Regions from separate parts of the Sus scrofa genome. Here region 2 is linked to region 1. Evidence: chromatin contacts called from public Hi-C data. All regions are on one chromosome and are shown on one strand. The core of a region is the stretch at or near the end of the contact, and the rest is flanking DNA. Distances in the headings are between cores, read along the strand shown. Region 1 overlaps PRPF40B (pre-mRNA-processing factor 40 homolog B). Region 2 has its middle 25 kb from the start of TMBIM6.

Region 1 (3,714 bases), core at 120-2,619:
TGCTGAAGCGTTTTGCCCCGCATTTTGCTGGGCTCAAGGGATAGCTACTGTCATCTTTTACTGTGCACTGGGGACACAGAAATGAGGAAGATCCAGTTCGAGCTCTGGTCTCAGTAGGAAGATAGACGTGACAGTGGCTGTGGAGTGGGGCGAGTGCTCTTAGAGAGGCGAGAGTCGGAGGAGTTGCCATTTGAACTGCGCCTCTTAGAAGGAGTAGGCGGGGGAGGGTGGATGTCCTGGGCACAGGCTACTACAGGAGCAAAGGCCCAGGGGTTGGCAGGGCACGGCGCGATTGAGGGGCAAGAAGCACAGCTCATCGTAAACTGGTAGCCCCCAGATATGTTCCCTCCTGTACAGTGTTTTAGAAAAATCTGGATTTTTTTGCTAACTTTAAAATCAAGAGATTACAGTTAAAATCTAGATCTCAGCTTCTCTCGGAAGTTTGCATTACCTAGCGGCACTAGGCTGCTCTTGGAGGCATTCAGTGGACGTGAGCTCAGATGCTAGTGCCTTCTAGAAGGGGCACGTCATCCTTATCGCTCCCTATCACCTCCCTGACATGGGAGCGAGGTTACTTGCTGTTTACTGTCATGTGTGCACATTGAATTCTCAGTATCCACGTCTATCAAAGGGGAAAAGTGAGTGATGGACCAGGCGAGCCCTGTTTCAGAAAAGGATAAAGAGAAGCCTTTTTCTCTGGAAACGAGCATTCTGATGCGTTTGAGGCCGCAGCATAGCACAGTGGTTGGGAGCAGGGCTGGAAGGCTGTGGGGGTAAAAGTCCAGCACGCCACTTACAGGTGTGTGGCCTCGAGCAGGTTACTGAAAAATGGGGAGCATTCCCCCAGACTGCACCTTGTTACCAGGGGGAGTGACTTGGTACCTGAGGTGAGGAGGATCTGAGAATTAAGCTAGAAATGTCCCACTCCACACACATTTCTTTGAAGCCCTGTGTTTTGCCTCAAAAATTCATGCAGGTGTTGCATTTTAATACCATAATAATTCTCCGTTTAACATAGACTTAATATTTTAAAATTGCTTACCATTAGGTAAGAGGTATCTTACTGTCCTGTGGCTTCCTCTATTTCTCTGGAACCACATGCCCCAGTTGGGAAGGAGAACCCTGTATGTAAAATCCCTTGAATGCTAAAATAAGGCATTTGGGTTTTTATCTTGTAAGTAATGGGGAGCAAGGGAGTGATATGATCGGCTGATGTCTTGGAAAAGCCTGAGTGATGCTGTAGAGCCGCGCTCACAGCCAGGATGCTTGTGTGCTTAGAGACGGGGGCGGGGGGCAGGAAGATAGGACTTAAGGATTCTAGAAGTGATAGTGGCCAGTGGCTCATAAATTCTGGGCTTGTGTCATGCTCTTCTGACTCACCCCCAGAGTGAGTCATGGCCCCTGCTGTTGGGGCCATTTGGTGGGAAAGTCTGGGCAGCCCTGGACTCTCCAGGCAGGGTTAGAAGCATGGGGGGTGAGCAAGGAGACCAGGTGGGAGCTGCTGCCGTGATCCAGGTGGGAGTGAGCTCGGGGGGGTGCAGTGGGGATGGCTGGTGAGCAGAGCCGTGGTGTTCCGGCTGTTCCTGAAACTCCTAGGTTTCCCCAGAGGTGCCTTGGGCTGAGCGGGTGTTGGGGGTGCGGTGGGGGGAGGGCCTCATCCTCCCTCCTCTACGGTCAGTTGCAACAGCATTGTTTCTCTTTTATACATTGAGGTTCTACATAAGATTTTTATTGAAATAGATGTTTTTGCTGTTTAAAAAAAAAAAAAATGAAAGTTTAAAACCAGTAGGCTAGAGTCACTCAGAGGTAGAATTGACAGGTTTTTGTGTGTGTGAAATCCAGGGAAGAAAGGAGTCAGAGATGTGGGAGTGGATTGATGGCACCATTGATAAGGATTAGGTGGGAAGAACAGGGCTGGAGAAAATAGGAATTCCATTTGTGGAATTTTTCTCAAAAGCAACCTAGGGCAGGGAAGAATAAAGCAAATACCAGGTTTTAAATAGGATAATCAGGAGTTCTCTAGTGGCACAGCGGGTTAAGGATCTGATGTCACTGTAGTGGCTCAGGTTGCAGCTGTGGCACGGGTTCCATCCCTGGCCTGTAAACTTACACATAATGCAGGCATGGCCAAAAATATAATAAGATGATCATATAAAGTAGAAATATCTAATTCCAGGAGAGCCAAATTTTATCAGACACTTTGAGCTGCAGAGAGGCTGGTACTGCTGACAGGCTTGTGGGTGTTCTGTCCTTGCTGAGTCCTGTCTCTCCACACCTCCTGAGAAAGAATCTTCTTTAAACAGCTCCCCTTCTGTTCCTTCCTGTGGAAGGCCGCTGAGCCCAGGAGTCCCTGTGGCCATCCACCAGCCAGGCAGACTGTGATAGCTCCTTACATCCTTTAGGATAATACAGAGTCCTGGACTTGGAACAGCTGGGAGCCAGAAGATCCAGGCCTGGGGGATGCATAGGAGTGGGTGTGGGGCGTGGGGCTCATGGCAAACAAGGATCTTAGGATCTGCTGAATTTGAAGTGTCTGTGAAATATCCAGTCTCTCATGGGTCTGAAAATCAGCAGAGGGGCAGAGGGACAGGGAGGTTGCTCGGGACAGTGTGGATTGAAAAGACAAACTGCTGTCCTCAGGGGAACAAGCACGCACAGGAGAGGTAAAAGAGGTCAGAGGGACAGGAGGGGACCCTGGAGAGGAGGGCACTGAAGAAGGGAACAGCTGATTGCTGGGCACCAGAAGAGCAAGGACAGAGAGGGGGGTCCCTGGAGTTGACTCTCAGGACATGAGCAACCTCTAGGAGAGCAGTGTCCGTGAAGACAGTGGAGTGTGTGTAGCACAGGCTTTAGAGGTGGTAACTCCTGGCTATTCATTGAGACTTCAGCAAGGTTTTTTGTTTTTTTTTTGTTTTTTTTTGTCTTTTTGCCTTTTTGCCTTTTCTTGAGCCGCTCCCGTGGCATGTGGAGGTTCCCAGGCTAGGGGTCTAATCACCGGCCAATCCAGAGCCACAGCAGCACGGGATCCGAGCTGCGTCTTCAACCCACACCACAGCTCACAGCAACACCAAATCCTTAACCCACTGAGCAAGGCCAGGGATCGAACCCGCAACCTCATGGTTCTTAGTCGGATTCATTAACCAGTGCGCCACAACGGGAACTCTGAGACCTCAGCAAGTTGTATAAAGTCTCTGAGCCTCAGTTTCCTCCTCTGTAAAGTAGGGATAATATGTGTGAAGGTCATGAGATTTAAATAATATTTGTAGTGTCTTGCTTATGATAGGCCAATAAATGTTTTCCTTTGTGCTGCATTTAAAGATTTTGAAACAAAGGTGAAGCAGCAGAGGTTGTAAGCTTGAAGGTGAGAGCAGGGTGGAAAGGGTGTTCCAGGTTAAGTGAAGTGTGTACTTGGTGGAAGGAGCCAGTGAAGGGGTGAGACTGAAGTTCGCAATTCCCTAAGCGAGAGAGATTGGTGTGTTTTGAGGAGAAGGGCTGGAGAGCACGGGTGGAGGAAGTCCGCTCAGGAGAAGCAGGACGAATCTGCCGCTGCCATCAGCAGGAAGGCCAGAGCAGTGCAGAGCTGAGACAGGGAGAGGACGGGGATCTGGGCCTGCGCCCCAGACTTCAGACTCCAGGGGCTTCACTTTCCACTGAGTCGTCCGGGGCCAAGTGAGTCCTTTTCCAGGCTTCTGCTTCATGGGGCTGCTGTGGTGC
Region 2 (3,793 bases), core at 837-3,336, 110 kb after region 1:
TGGTTCCTAATTGGATTCGTTAACCACTGAGCCATGACGGGAACTCCAATACTGGATCTTTTAACCCACTGCTCTGGGCCAGATATCAAACCCTCACCTCGTGGGCTGCTACTCAGGTTCTCAACCCACTGTGCCACAGTGGGAACTCCTGGGAATCTTTTTAATCTATCCATTGCCCTCTAACCCAACTCCTGCTGCCTAAGTTCAGGTTCTACTGAATCTTGCCTGGAATTTTTTTTCCCACTTTTTAGGGCCACACCCAAGGCATATGGAGGTTCCCAGGCTAGGGGTCATATCAGAGCTACAGCTGCAGGCCTACCCACAGCCACAGCAATGCAGGATCCAAGCCGTTTCTGCGACCTACACCACAGGTCTCAGCAACACTAGATCCTTAACCGCTAAGTGGGCCAGGGATAAAACCCGAAACCTCATGGTTCCTAGTCAGATTCACTTTCGCTGCACCACGACGGGAACGCCTTACCTGGAATATTGATCTGGCCTCCTCACTGGCCTCCCAGGCCCCAGCCCTGGGTCTCTCCTGTGCACTCTGCACACTATTTCTAGACAGATCTTTCTGATGGGGAACTCTGAACTTTTCAATGACGTGTTTTTGCTGCCAGGATAAAGTCCAAACTTCCCATCATACATTCAAGTCTCCTGCTTATCTCTGTCCTCTTTCAGAGCTTCAGCCAAAACAAACTCGTCTTTATGCTAGAATGTTCCATTTGATCTCTCACTGCTAGGTCTTGGTATTTTTAATTTTATGCCTAGAACACTCACCTCCACACACTTTGCCTGACTCACTGTACACGGCAGCTCTTAATTTTTTGTTTTATTTATTTATGTATTTATCTTTTTTTAGGGCCTCACCTGCGGCACATGGAAATTCCCAGGCTAGGGGTCAAATCGGAACTGCAGCTGCAGGCCTTCACCACAGCCACAGGGATGGAGGATCCTTACCAACTGAGTGAGGCCAGGGATTGAACTTGCATCTCATGGATACCAGTCTGGCTCTTAACCAGCTGAGCCACAGTGGGAACGACCCCACTCCCTTTTTTTGGTACACCCATGGCATGTGGAAATTCCCAGGCCTGCTATCGAACCCATACCCATACCACAGCAGTGACCTGAGCCTCTGCAATGACAACACTGGATGATTAACCCGCTGTGCCACAAGTGAACTCCACTGCAGGTCTTAGTTTTTTTTTTTTTTTTTTTTTGTCTTTTTTTTTGTCTTTTTTTTTGCTATTTCTTGGGCCGCTCCCGCGGCATATGGAGGTTCCCAGGCTAGGGGTCGAATCGGAGCCGTGGCCACCGGCCTACACCAGAGCCACAGCAATGCAGGATCCGAGCCGCGTCTGCAACCTACACCACAGCTCACAGCAACGCCGGATCGTTAACCCACTGAGCAAGGGCAGGGACCAAACCCGCAACCTCATGGTTCCTAGTCGGATTCGTTAACTACTGCGCCACTACGGGAACTCCAGGTCTTAGTTTTGATACCACCTCTTCTAGGAATCCTCTGAGCCCTCCAAACTGGGTGAGAGCCCCTTCCGGGGGCCCCCATGGCATTGGGGCACCCGCCATCATAGCACTGCCCACGTTCTCCTATGACAGATCACCCGGTGACTGGCATCACCCAGTAGAACTGTGAGACCCAAGGGCTGGGACATGCCCCGTTCGTCTCCGGTCCCTGATCTAGCTTGAAGCTTCACACCTGCTAGGTGCCCAATGAATGTTTGTTGTATAAACAAGTATGGGTGGATGAGAATGAAGGAATGAGGAGGAGGCATGGCGTGGGGAGGAAGGGCCTCTGCCAAGGGTCCTGATTTCAGAAGGGGCAGGGAGAGGCAAACCAGGCCCAGAGCCCCTTCTGCTCCCTTGCCAACGCTACCTACCTTATTGCGGGAAAAGTGGCCACCACGAGGCCCGGCTGGGGGCCCGACTGGCAGGGGAGGTTCCAGGGGTAACAGACTCCGACAGAAAAGAGTTTATATCGGTCCAAGTCCACGTTCACGTTCTCTGTGCAATGTGTGGGGTGGGTGTGGGGAAAGAGTAGCCGGGATTCCGTGTGTTGGTCAGTAACGGTGAAAGCAGGGCACCCTGCATCTCCTACTCTCGCCACAGGGTGGCAGTTCACGCCTGCAAACCTCTCACGTGGGCGCTGCCGCCATTGCGCCACCTGGTGGCCATACATTTTCCAATTGTTCCGTAGGAAATGATTTTTTAAGTATGAAGAATCGCAAAAGAACACATGCAGCAAACATAAATTTGCGGCATTTTTAGTACTATTATTTATTGTCTTCGTGGTTAACTATTATTTTCCCCATTTTTAAAGTTTTATTGAAGCATAGTTGATTTAAAATTTGCAGCTTTTAGCATCAACAGTCTAAAGTCTTTTTCCTGGAGGCTGAGAATCTCATCACTTTAGCTGGTTTTCTGGGGTTTTTCCTTTCTCCCTCATCTGAGTTATAGTTCTCTGTCTTCATTTTTAGAGCTTTTTGGTGTGGTAACCTTTTTACAGATAGTCATTACTCATTATTACCTTACACCAGCCAGAATGGCCATCATCAAAAAGTCTACAAACAATAAGGACTGGAGAGGGTGTGGAGAAAAAGGAATCCTATTACACTGTTGGTGGGATTGTAAATTGGTGCAACCACTGTGGAAAACAGTATGGAGATTCCTCAGAAAGCTAAACATAGAACTACCACTTGATCCAGCAATCCCACCCTAGGCATCTATCCAGAGAAAACCACAACTTGCAAAGGCACATGTACTCTGATGTTCATTGCAGCACTATTTACAATAGCCAAGACTTGGAAACAACAACCTAAATATCCATCGACAGAGGAGTGGATCAGGATGTGGTACATATACACACTGGAATATTACTCAGCCATTAAAATGAATGAAATGCCAGCATTTTTAGCAACATGGATGGACCTAGAAATTATCATACCAAGTGAAGTCAGCCATACAATGAGACACCAACATCAAATGCTTTCACTGACATGTGGAATCTGAAAAAAGGACACAAGGAACTTCTTTGCAGAACCGATGCTGACTCACAGACATTGAAAAACTTATGGTCTCCAGAGGAGATAGTTTGGGGGGTGGGGAAATGTGCTTGGGTTATGGGATAGAAATCCTGTGAATGATCATTATACAACTACAGATGTGATAAATTCATTTGAGTAATAAAAAAAAAAAGAAAAAAAAGTATCAAGGGACAGTTCTCCAAATAAAGTGTGACTATGGGCAATCAAAAATTATAGCTGTTCACCATAACGTTCAAGTTAGCTCTAGCTTGAAAATTAGGCAAATTAGAGAGACAAAAAAATAGCTGACATTGGATAACTTAGAAAATCAGAACTAGCTTTAGGAGACTTTGGCCATGTAATGTATGTCTTCTCGATTATGATAAATGTCTAAATAAAAAGTGAAAATTTAGTTAGAGTTGTAGCCTCTCTTACTTCTGTTGGCCGCCCCCCTTGTGGCTGATGTACGTATGGCTGGGGGGGGGTGCTTGCTGTAGGCTTCCTGATGGGAGGGGCAGATGCCTGCCCATTGGTAGGTGGAGCCGATTCTAATCCCTCTGGTGGGTGGGGCTTAGTCTCTGGATGGGATGAGAGGCAGCTGTGTGCCTGGGGGTCTTTAGGCAGCCAGTTTGCTGAGAGGTGGGGCTGTGATCCCATCTGGGTTGTTGTTTGCCCCAGACCTTCCTTCTCAGCGCTGACAGGTGGGGCCAGATTTTCCCCAAATGGCCCCCTCCAGAGAAAGGCAGCTGCTG

The links. A called contact is a pair of places that touch in the nucleus more often than the background predicts.
Region 2: a contact with region 1 is called in a Hi-C map of alveolar macrophages, with 2.9 times the contacts expected there. The contact joins two enhancer-like sites. A contact is called at or near these places in 1 of 5 promoter capture datasets (fetal liver), 14 of 47 Hi-C or Micro-C datasets (alveolar macrophages, blood, brain and 10 more) and 2 of 2 datasets of contacts at active chromatin or transcription factors (alveolar macrophages and skeletal muscle).

What each region holds. Positions count from the first base shown.
Region 1 is chr5:15,585,197-15,588,910 of Sscrofa11.1, forward strand. The region is part of intron 18 of PRPF40B (pre-mRNA-processing factor 40 homolog B); the gene reads left to right. Among named protein-coding and RNA genes, the nearest start is that of FAM186B, 16 kb to the left of the region's middle. Within about 2 kb of position 1,370, at least 5 of the 83 cell types and tissues checked have an H3K27ac peak or open chromatin away from gene starts, as enhancers often do. A contact at or near this core is called in alveolar macrophages, where this site is marked.
Region 2 is chr5:15,697,450-15,701,242 of Sscrofa11.1, forward strand. No RefSeq gene overlaps it. Among named protein-coding and RNA genes, the nearest start is that of TMBIM6, 25 kb to the left of the region's middle. Within about 2 kb of position 2,087, at least 15 of the 83 cell types and tissues checked have an H3K27ac peak or open chromatin away from gene starts, as enhancers often do. A contact at or near this core is called in alveolar macrophages, where this site is marked.